Regions from separate parts of the Callithrix jacchus genome. Here region 1 is linked to region 2. A link is a contact called in public Hi-C data. All regions are on one chromosome and are shown on one strand. The core of a region is the stretch at or near the end of the contact, and the rest is flanking DNA. Distances in the headings are between cores, read along the strand shown.

What was found. A called contact is a pair of places that touch in the nucleus more often than the background predicts.
Region 1: a Hi-C map of skeletal muscle shows a contact between it and region 2, with 3 times the contacts expected there. The contact joins the enhancer-like site here to the promoter of PPP1R12B in region 2. A contact is called at or near these places in 2 of 3 Hi-C or Micro-C datasets (induced pluripotent stem cells and skeletal muscle).

The regions. Positions count from the first base shown.
Region 1 is chr19:29,474,425-29,480,337 of calJac240_pri, reverse strand. It overlaps PPP1R12B (protein phosphatase 1 regulatory subunit 12B), which reads right to left. Exons shown (of 23, transcript XR_013529815.1): 13 at 2,741-2,923. Among named protein-coding and RNA genes, the nearest start is that of PPP1R12B, 100 kb to the right of the region's middle. Within about 2 kb of position 2,842, at least 1 of the 16 cell types and tissues checked has an H3K27ac peak or open chromatin away from gene starts, as enhancers often do. A contact at or near this core is called in skeletal muscle, where this site is marked.
Region 2 is chr19:29,376,188-29,381,724 of calJac240_pri, reverse strand. It overlaps PPP1R12B (protein phosphatase 1 regulatory subunit 12B), which reads right to left and starts at 3,849. Exons shown (of 23, transcript XR_013529815.1): 1 at 3,412-3,849.

The DNA.
Region 1 (5,913 bases), core at 1,593-4,092, 100 kb before region 2:
TTATATAAAAAAAGTCTTTATAATAGACACATAAGAGCTGTCCTTATAATAAGCAAACATAAAAAGTTTAATTTGTATTGTATCATATAGATGATATAACTTTTATACTTACTACATGTCCATATACACTCACATGGGACCTGATGGCTTCACTGCTGAATTTTACCAAACACTTAAAGAAGAATTAGTACCAATCTTACTCAAACTATTCTGAAAAACAGAAAAGAAAGGAATACTTCCAATCTCATCCGGTAAGGCCAGCATTACCTTGATACCAATCAAAGACACATCAAAAAAAAGAAAACTATAGCCAACATCAGCAAACCAAGTTCAACAACACATTACAAAGATAATTCAACATGACCAAGTGGGATTTATCCCAGGGATGCAAGGATGCTTCAAAGATATACAAATCTATCAATGTGATACAGCATATTGACAGAATGAAGGATTTAAAACCTTATGATCATTTCAATTGATGCTGAAATAGCATTTGATAACATTCAGCACTCTTTCATGATAAAAACCCTCAAAAAACTGGGTATAGAAGGAACACATTTCCACACATTAAATGCCACATATGACAAACCCATAGCTATTATCATACTGAATGGGGAAAAACTGAAAGCCTTTCCTCTAAGATATGAAACAAGACAAGGATGTCCACTTTCAACCACTGTTATTCAATATATTGCTGGAAGTCCTACCTAGAGCAATCAGACAAAATAAAGTAATAGGCCGAGCACAGTGGCTCATGCCTGTAATCCTAGCATTTTGGAAGGCCGAGGTGGGAAAATGGATTGAGCCCAGGAGTTTGAGACCAGCTTGGGCAACACAGTGAAATCCCATCTCTATCTAAAAAAAAAAAAGAGAGAGAGAGAAAATAATAAGTGACACCCAAATTGGAAAGGAAGAAGTCAAATTACCCTTGTTTGCAGATGATATCATGTTACATTTGGAAAAACCTAAAGACTTGACCAAAAAACGATTAGAACTGAAAAATTCAGTAAAGTTGCAAAATTCAAAATCAACACACAAAAGTCAGTAGCATTTTTATCTGCCAACAGTGAACAACCTGAAAAAGAAATCAAGAAAGTAAACCCATTTACAATAGTTACAAATAAAACAAAATACCTAGGAATTAATCAAAGAACTAAAAGATCTTTACAATAAAAACTACAAAACACTGACATAAGAAACTAAACAGCACACAAAAAAAGGACATTCCATGTTCATGGACTGGAAGAATCAATATTGTTAAAATGTCCATACTACCCAAAGCAATCTACAGATTAAATGCAATCCCTATCAAAATACCAACAATATTCTTCACAGAAATAGAGAAAATAATCCTAAAATTCATATGGAACCACAGAAGACTCAGAATAGTGAAGCCGCCCTAAGCAAAAAGAACAAAAGAATAACATTACCTGACTTCAAATTATACTACAAAGCTATTATAACCAAAGCAACATAGTACTGACATAAAAACAGACACATAGACCAATGGAACAGAGTAAAGAAATCAGAAATAAATCCATACATCTACAGTGAATTCATTTTTGACAAAGGTGCCAAGAACATACATTGGAAAAAAGACAATCTCTTAATACACACAAAATATTAAAGTGCCTTCCTTTGGATATTCAAAATAATATGAAGTCAAACTGAAATCTAAATTTTGGTAAGATTTCACCTGGTCTAATCTTTTTTTTTTTTTTTTTTTTTGAGATGGAGTTTCGCTTACCCAGGCCGGAGTGCAATGGTGTAATCCCGGCTCACTGCAACCTCCGCCTCCTGGGTTCGGGAAATTCTCCTGCCTCAGCTTCCTGAGTAGCTGGGACTACAGGCACACGCCACCATGCCCAGCTAATTTTTTATATTTTTAGTAGAGATGGGGTTTCACCATGTTGACCAGGATGGTCTTGATCTCTTGACCTCATGATCCACCTGCCTCGGCCTCCCAAAGTGCTGGGATTACAGGCTTGAGCCACTGCGCCCGGCCTCACCTAGTCTAATCTTAACAAGGGATAACTATAGCCTTAGTTTTTAAGTACATTTGACACTTCCAAATGGAGTACATTCTATTTTTTAATACTTCCTCAAGTAGGAGAAAAGAGCCCATTGTTGCTTGGTCACATTTTCCAAGGTTTCTCTTAACCCTGACAATCAAAAAGTTTTTCATAGCTTCCACCTTACATCTCTTTTATGTCAATTCACAATGTTCTCTCATACCTCCTCTCTAAAGAAATTACAGAATAACTAGTCACTATTCTTTTACCATATCATCACATACTATTCATTTCCTTTTCTGGTATTCCACTCAAATTAATCAAAACTTTATATCCTTCTATTTCCTTGAGCCTTGTGTCATACTGTTACCTTTCTTTGCTGCCAGAGAAATCAACATAGACTATCCATAACAAAACAAAAGACCCTTCTCTGTGCTTCACAGGTTCTCCATTACAAAATGGAGAAATAATGCCTAACAACTGTTTCTATCACAAGACAAACAAAAAAAGATATGCCTAAATCCATAGCGGCATAAGTGTCTATGTAAATAATCAGAAACAATTGAGGTCTCCACCAAAAACCAATTGCTCAGAGGCAAAAGACAGAACATAATATAAATATATATTTTCATAAATGTATTTGAAATTGGGAAAAACACTTTATGCCCATTCCTTTATCTTCTACCTCAAAGCAGAGCCCCACAAATGAAATCAGTAACCCAACATACCTCCTCTTCTCCCTGGCTTCCACAGAGGAGTCTGTTCCAGTAATGGAGAGCACAGGAGTAGTTGTAACCCCATTGGCAGTGCTTGGTAGAGGGTGATTGGTGATCACACAAAGCGGGGTGCTAGAAGAGACATTGTCTGCTGTTTTCTCTGCTGTGGAGTCAGCCTGGGATTTGTGAGGAATCCTGAAATCAAAAAAGATACAAGCAGAAAGGAAATGGTAAGTCATGCTATACAACAAAGCACTGGCACAGAGACAGGATTAAAGAGAGGTTCGGATAGGAAATCTTGCTCTGATTTTGTTTTTTGGTTTTTAAATTTTGAGCTCTTACAGCTTGGAATAGCATAATTACACATTTAGTCTGACATCCTTTGCCTGAGGAGTTACATTTTATGAGACTTGTATGTGTACGTGTGTGCCTGAGATTTTATTTTAACAAAAATCATTAGCTATGACACAAGGCGAGATAGTGACATATGCAAGAGTGCTTTAAATGACTCCCCAGTAGCGTCTGGTCTCCACACATGCACACGAAGACAGGGCCTCTCTACACAAGAAAAAGACACTGAAGTCACTTACGATATTAGTCTCCACCTGTTCCTTAATTCTTGGCAGTGGGAGCCTTTGTGGTAGTCCTCAGCCTAGATTTGATGACCATCTTCTTGAATTATCCAGAGACAACTGATACTCTAAAACCTGGGTATGCTTAGTTCTCCCTCACCTAGTTTAGCAACTGTTCTTTCTTTCCATTTAACCAAATGCCTAATTGTCTAAATTCATAATTGCAAAAGTGAGAAATTGAAACAAAAACCAAATCGGATTCTGTAAGTAACCTTAACTACAGACTTTTCAACAGCAAGCTGTATAATTAAACTCATTTACATGAAAACAAGATCTTTATTTCTTAACAAAGAGTTGGGAGCAACCATTGGCTCTCCACCCAAAAAGCTATCATTTGTGATGTCACAGCTGTTGCTGGGGTAACAGAGATCCAAAATTGATATAGAGATGGAGAAAGCAATGAAAAGCACAAATATTAAAAATCTATTTTTTTCACCTACTCACAATTATTACCTGTGAAATGTTCATAGGTAGCTCTAAGCTTACTTCCAAATAATCACATTACAAGCTTGAAAAAAAATAATCAAAATATAAAAACCTAAATATGGTACCTAGATACAAATATAAAAACAGAATATTTTAAAAGATAGAGGTAGAATCTAAAAAACACAAGCTACTTCTACAGAAGCAATTAATAACTAAGAAAAAAGGTGAAATTTTATAGTCATTTTATTTTTTTAGTCATTTTTTAAATAAAAAAAGTGAAGGCAAAAAATTCCTCAGACTTACCAGATATGAGTCTATAGGAAGTACTGATAAGTTAGCTAGACACACAGCTATAAAAAATTACACTTGACCCAACCTTACCTGAAGTTCTTTTTAGGTTAATAACATATTTGGTCTCACTGTAATTTCTTATGCTGTTGAAATGCCCAGGATTTAATTTTATTAAATTACATAGTAAGACTTTTACTATTACTTTAATATGCTGTGTAATTTTATAAGTAGATTGTTAGAATAAGAACAGTCCTAGAGCAGAGATTAGAGGATATACAATGGAGTAGAATAAATATGGGCTTGGGAAATACTTGGGGCTACATGTAAGCTCATGTACCTTCTCTGATCTCTTCTTCATTGATAAAGTAGAGATAATGGCACCTTAAAATACAGGGTTCTTGTAATGATTAAAGAATGTCTGTAGAACACCTGAAATAATGCCTGGAATAAAAGATAAACTCAGCAGAAACAAACAGTGACAAAATAGGTAAGAGTTTTGAAATGGACAAATCTAGGTTCAAATCCTACCTCAGTTCCTCACTTAGCTGTGTGACCTTTGGCAAATGATTAACCTTTTGGTCTGAGTTTCCTCATCTATAAAATAATATTTCATATAATAGGGGGCTTATTATAAGACAATAAATGATATATGTATGAGTGAGACAACTAGTTGTCTAACCCATATCCATTGTCCATCTTCTTTATGAACTGAATGCCTATATTATTGAGGGCAGCAATATACCCAGTTAAAAATCCACACTTCTTGGCTGGGTGTGGTGGCTCACACCTATAATCCCAGCACTCTGGGAGGCCGAGGTGGGCGGGTCACCTGAGGTTGGGAGTTCGAGACCAGCCTAACCGACATGGAGAAACCCTGTCTCTACTAAAAATACAAAAAGTAGCTGGGATGGTGGCACGGGCCTGTAATCCCAGGTACTCAGGTGGCTGAGGCAGAAGAATCACTTGAACCTGAGAGGCAGAGGCTGCACTGAGCCAAGATCCGCCACTACACTCCAGCTTGGGCAACAAGAGTGAAACTCTGTCTTAAAAGTAAAAAAAAACACAAAACACAAAAACAAATAAAACCCATACTTCTCAGTCTCCTGGCCACTAGAGGTATCCAATGAGACATATGCAGGCAACTACTACTACTGGGAAATTTCTCAGTTCAGCAGCATTCTTTTATCTGCTTCCCCCTTTCCTTCTTCTTCCTTAGAGTAAAGCCATGATGGCTAGAGCTCCAGGAGTTATTCCGGACCATGGGGCAACCCATGGAAATGACAGCCATGATGCAAGACCTGTGGAGCAGAAGGAACCTGGATCCTTTAATGACTGTGGAGCTACTGAGCCAGCTCTGCATATTTCTGGATTTTCTTAAGTGCAAAAAAAAAAAAAAAACCCTTTAACTTATTTAAGCCACTACTATTTAGATTTATCATTACATGTGAGCAAACTAAACCCCAATATAATTTTTATATAATACCTAACCAAATGCCTGTCACATAATAGGGTCCAACAAATGGCAGCTGGAATTGTTTTCTCTCAGTTGCATCTTTTTTCCCCCAGAGTTTCACTCTGTCTTCCAGGCTGGAGTGCAGTGACGCAATCTCGGCTCACTGCAACCTCTGCCTCCCGGGTTCAAGCGATTCTCCTGCCTCAGCCTCCTGAGTAGCTGGGATTACAGGCACCTGCCATTGTGCCCGGCCAATTTTTTTGTATTTTTAATAGAGGCAGGGTTTCACCATATTAGCCAGACTGGTCTTGAACTCCTGACCTTGTGATCCACCCACCTTGGCCTCCCAAAGTGCTGGGATTACAGGCATGAGCCACCGTGTC
Region 2 (5,537 bases), core at 2,600-5,099:
TGGGGGCTTCTTCTAACAAGCCAAGACAATAATCCACAGTTGGTCAAGTGGCCATGGACAAAAGAGAGAAAAGAAGCAATTATCCAGATAATTTATATCATGCTTGTATAACAGATGGACATTTTAAATAATAATTCAGATAATTGTACCACTCACTCTCCATTTCACAGAAGGTGAATCGGTTGTAGAGTAGGTGGTTCAGCTACTGACAGCTCCAGTCTCACATTTGAAAATAGGTCGGCCAGGCACGGTGGCTCATGCCTGTAATCCCAGCACTTCGGGAGGCCGAGGCAGGCAAATCTTTTGAGGCCGGGAGTTTGAGACCAGCCTGGCCAACATGGCAAAACCTCATCTCTACTGAAAATACAAAACAGCTGGCATGGTGGTGGGCACCTGTAGTCCCAGCTATTTGGGAGGCTGAGGCACGCCTCAGCGCTTAAACTTGGGAAATGGAGGTTGCTGTGAGCCGAGATTATAGAGATTATACAACCGTACTCCAGCCTGGAAGACAGTGAGACTCTGACTCACAACCAAAACAAAAGAAAACAAACAAAACCAAAAAAACTTCCCAAAGTCATGGAGAAACATATTGTAACACTTCGGAAACTGGCTTGCAATGTTTTGAAACCAATAAAGGCCCATTGTCTTGATTCAAAGATATAGATTCTCAACAGAAGATCTTAAATCTTTAAGCAGCTTAACTTTTAGCTGACTTTGTCTCGGCCTGAGTATACCTGTTCAATTCAACTCCTTGTCAGCCCTATAAGTGGAAACGAATGCTTATATTGTGTTTACAGATGCTAAAAGAAAAATCCATAGCTGTCATCCCCTTCTTCTTTTATTTCAAGAAATTATTAGGCCAGGCACGGTGGCTCACACTTGTAATCCCAGCACTTTGGGAGGCCAAGGTGGGCAGATCACCTGAGGTCAGGATCACCTGAGGTTAGGATCACCTGAGTTCAGGAGTTGGTCAGAGCCTGGTTAACAAGGTGAAACCCCGTCTCTATTAAGAATACAAAAATTAGCTGGTTGTGGTAGCACACACCTGCAATCCCAGCTACTCAGGAGCCTGAGGCAGGAGAATCACTTGAACCTGGGAAGTGGAGGTTGCAGTGAGCTGAGATCACACCACTGCACTTCAGCCTGGGGGACAGAGTAAGACTTCATCTCAAAAATAAATAAATTAATTAAAATATTACTGAATGTGAAGAGTATATAATTGAGAGATGTTGCGCTTCATGACCTGGGGTGATAGTAAGAGAGAAAGAAAGGAACCAAGGAGGTTAGTCTTGAAAGAAGGTCTCAGAAAAATGGTTACCTGGTATGGAAGGGAGATCTACCATGAGTGCTCTCAAAGAAGGTGCTTTTCTCACAGTGATGTTAAAATGTGCATGGTAAGAACCAAACTCAACCAACTAGCAGCGTTACCTTAAAAGAAACAAGGCTAGAGAGTTACACTAAGAAAACCATGCTTTGATAGAAGAGTGATTCAAAAAAGGAACACATGGACTAGAAAGCTGGATTGTATTTCTTTATCCTCTATAAACCCATGAAATGATTTCTTCCGGAATCCAGATCTCGATCGCCTTTATATTCCAAATACATCTGAAAAATAAGAATTCAGCTGGTGCAGTGGCTCACGCCTGTAATCTCAGCACTTTGGGAGGCCAAGGTGGGCGGATCGCCTGGGGTCAAGAGTTCAAGACCAGCCTAGCTAACATGGTAAAACCCTCTTTCTAATAAAATAACAAAAATTAGCCGGGAGTGGTGGCAGGTGCCTGTAATCCCAGCTACTCGGGAAGCTGAGGCAGGAGAATCGCTTGAACCAGGAAGTCAGAGGTTGCAGCGAGCCAAGATCGCGCCATTGTACTCCAGCCTGGGAAATAGAGTGAGACTCCATCCCAAAAAATAAAAAGAAAATAATTCACCTTCCCAAAGAGTTCAGAAATTTAAGGTTTAAAATTTAACGTGGTTCTCTTAGATTTTATCTTATTTTACATTCAGCTCTTTATTAAGTGGGACATAAAGCTCTGGTGATTTAGATCTGAAAAATCCATGCTTGTGGACCACTTCTTTACTTTCTAACTTTGCACAAATAATTTTCCTGAGCTTCAGTTTCCGCATCTGTAAAATGAGAATAACAACACTACCTGCCACACCTACTTCAAAGGATCACTGCTGAGATTCGTAAGAACATGTGAATTCAAACAGCAAAGCACTCTACAAATATTGGTTGCTACCTTAGGTGGTGAAATATTCTGAGCAGAAAAAAAGATGAATACAAAATAGGGTGAAAAAGTTTCTTCTACCTGAGACAGAAGTGTGTGTGTGTGTGTACATATATATGTATATATATATGTACATATATATATATGTACACACACAGTGAGAAGTAACTTTAAGCTACTGACTAAATATATTTAGGAAAGAGGTCTGAGATAAAGTTATTATTTAAAAGGGGATTCTCATGCCAACATCCACTTTGCACAGACGGCAGAAGAAGAAAAATAAGAAAGATTAAGAGTGGGTGTCTGGCTCTCAGCTCACCAAAATAACTGATGAACTTCCATTCGAGGAGAAAGGGTGTCCTTAGTCATGACAGTCAGTAGATAGAGAATACTGTTGCATTAGGTGATAGAAGTAAAGGTGTTACCAAACACAGATCATCCACAATCTATACAGTAAAGCTATGTATAGGGCATGGGATTTCTATAGAGCACTTTAGAAAAAAATGAATAGAAAGGCTATTCCATAAGTATCAAACAGAAGTAATTCAATAACTTAGTTCTCCACAGGACGCTCTCAGGGAGGTAGCACTGCTGAGAAGAAAGTTAAGATACCTGTAACAACGAGGTCGGGTGTTCTAGGAGCTATAGCTTAGAGGCGACACAAACTGTTTTGAAGTACTACAAATCAACAAAACAAAGAGTAGTTTGAGATCTGATTGTCTTTACCCAGTATAAGGCTTTACTCTAAGTGATCTAAGATATTCTATAATGGGGACACACAACAAAACAGAATTTTCTGAAAGGGCATCAGACCGATGACACTGTGCCTATGAATGACACGGTGTGCAAGCACGCCAACCAGACATAAGTGAAGATAACTAATCTATAGGGATAGAAGCAGGGACAAGATCATCGGTAACCATGACAACACAAGTAGGTGGAGGGAAATACAAACACTGACCAGGCAGCGGGGTGACACTATTCCTAAAGGTAGAGAACCTGGTGTCGGAAAAAGACTTGATTAGTGGAGGAAGCTGGCCAAGATGAAACCGACTAGCCCAAAAGGGTAGTGTCCGTGCAGGAAGACTCGGCGGCAACACTGATACTCCCCAAGAGACAGCTCGCAGAGTCAAAGGCTCATCCGTAGGAGACTGGACGCCTCTAAGACCGAGAAAGGAGTTACCTGGTGCAGGGCTGTCAAGCCGTCCACGTTGACAGTGTTGATATCGGCACCTCTTGCCAGAAGCTTTTTCACCTCGTCGGTGTCCCCGCTAGAACAGGCGGCCAGGAAGACAGCACCGTCTTCGAAGCGGACCCTGGGGCTCCCGCGCCTGGTCAGCGGCTGCCGCCCCGTGCCTCTTCGCTCCGCAGGCTCCTGCTCTGTCAGTGAGCCCCGCCAGCGCCGAAGCTGCTCTGCCCGCCGCATTCGCGCCGACTCTGCCCGTTTCCCTCCTATATGCTCCAGCTCCGCCATTGCTGAGGCTTCGGCAGCTGCTGCCAAAACTACCAACACTAAATTACTGCTGAGGCTTGGGTTGCCGCTGCCACCTCCCTCAGAGCGCTTCAGCCGGGAGCAGAGGGCGGAGACCCACGCGCCGCCATCTTTACTCCTCCCGCCACTAGCACCGCCCGCACGCTCCCTAGGCTTCAATACGCAGGCCCTGCCCGGGCTCGGGTCATCACGGGACTTGTAGTAAAGAGGCCTGCCCTAAGGGCACTTGATGGCGGTAAGGGAACTACAAATCCCTGGATGCATCAGAAAAGAGGCGAGGACCGGCGGCTCTCTCTTTAGCCACCGGACCCAGCGGGGTCACCTTTGCCCTAAAGCTGGAACTGTCTCCTGGATTGGCATCTGCCTCTTCCTTTGGGCATTTTGGGAGTTGTAGTTTTTCTTGTTACGACTAGTAACTAATCTTAGCTCCCTAATTTTCTCATCAATCCTTTGGAGTGGAAAAGGGGCGGTAATTATGCCTATTTCCTGAAGGGGAGAACTAAACATTAAGTTCCTAAATGACTGGAATCTATGTCCTAGTTCTAATTCTAGAGTTTTGTTAACATTAATCACAGTAAATGTGAATGTGTGTGGGGAGGAGGAGCATACGTACACAGTATTACATGTTTTCCATAAATACTGTCAGCATGGACACTTATTTTAGGCCCAGAAAAGATCTTGAAAACGATGCATTCAGAAGTAGTGAAAAGAGCTTAAGCTTTGAATTTAAATTGAATTCACAGCCGTAGACAAATTACTTGACTTCTCTGAGCCAGTTTTCTTATGTGTAAATGAGAATAATATCTCACAGGGTAGTCGTGTGGATCAAATGAAATAAAACATGCAAGGATGCCTAGTACTATCTTTGGCACATATTGGATCCCAATAAATAATTTCTCTTATCTCTCCCTCCACCTCTTCTAATCTTTTCATATATCTTAAATTCCTACAAGACAGATGTCTTGTCTTCCATGATTTTTATTAAATTTATTTTCTTTTGAGATAGTCTCAGTCTCACTCAGGCTGAGTGCAATGGCACATCATGGCTCACTGCAGACTCAACCTCCTGAGCTCAATCGATCCTCCCACCTCAGCCTTCTGAGTAGCTAGGACTACAGGCGCCCACCCCCACACCCATTATTTTTTAATTTTTTTGTAGAGTTAGGGTCTCACCATGTTGCCCAGGCTGGTCTGGAACTCCTGGACACAAGCAATCCTCCTGCCTCAACCTCTCAAAGTGGTGGGATTACAGCCCTAAGCCACTGTACCTGGCCCATGATATTTTTTTCAAAGCTAGAGAAAGATACTATCAAACATACTAAATTCCTAAGGTAGCAAATAGGACATTTTTATATTCACCAAGACTGGGTTATAAAACATATATCTGTCTGGTTATTTTGTTTAAGACAGGGTCTTACTCTGTCACCCAGGGTGGCGGGCAGTGGCATGCTCATGGATCACTGCAGCCTCAACTTCACAGGCTCAAGCCATCCTCCCACCTCAGCCCCCAAGTAGCTGGCTGAGACTATAGGCCTGTGCCACTACACCTGGCTAACTTTTGTATTTTTTGTAGAGACAGTTTTGCCATGTTGCCCAGGATAGTCATGAGCTCCTGGGCTCAAGAGATCTACCCACCTCAGTCTCCCAAAGTGTTGGGATTATAGGCATGAGCCACTGCATCCAGCCAGTCGGACTGATTTAATAACCATAACCTCCAGTGCTCTAGCCCTGAACATAGTATAATTAAATATGTTACCCATAATGAAAGAGTACATATACAATTATTATTTAAACTTTTCTGTATGTTTAAAATTTTT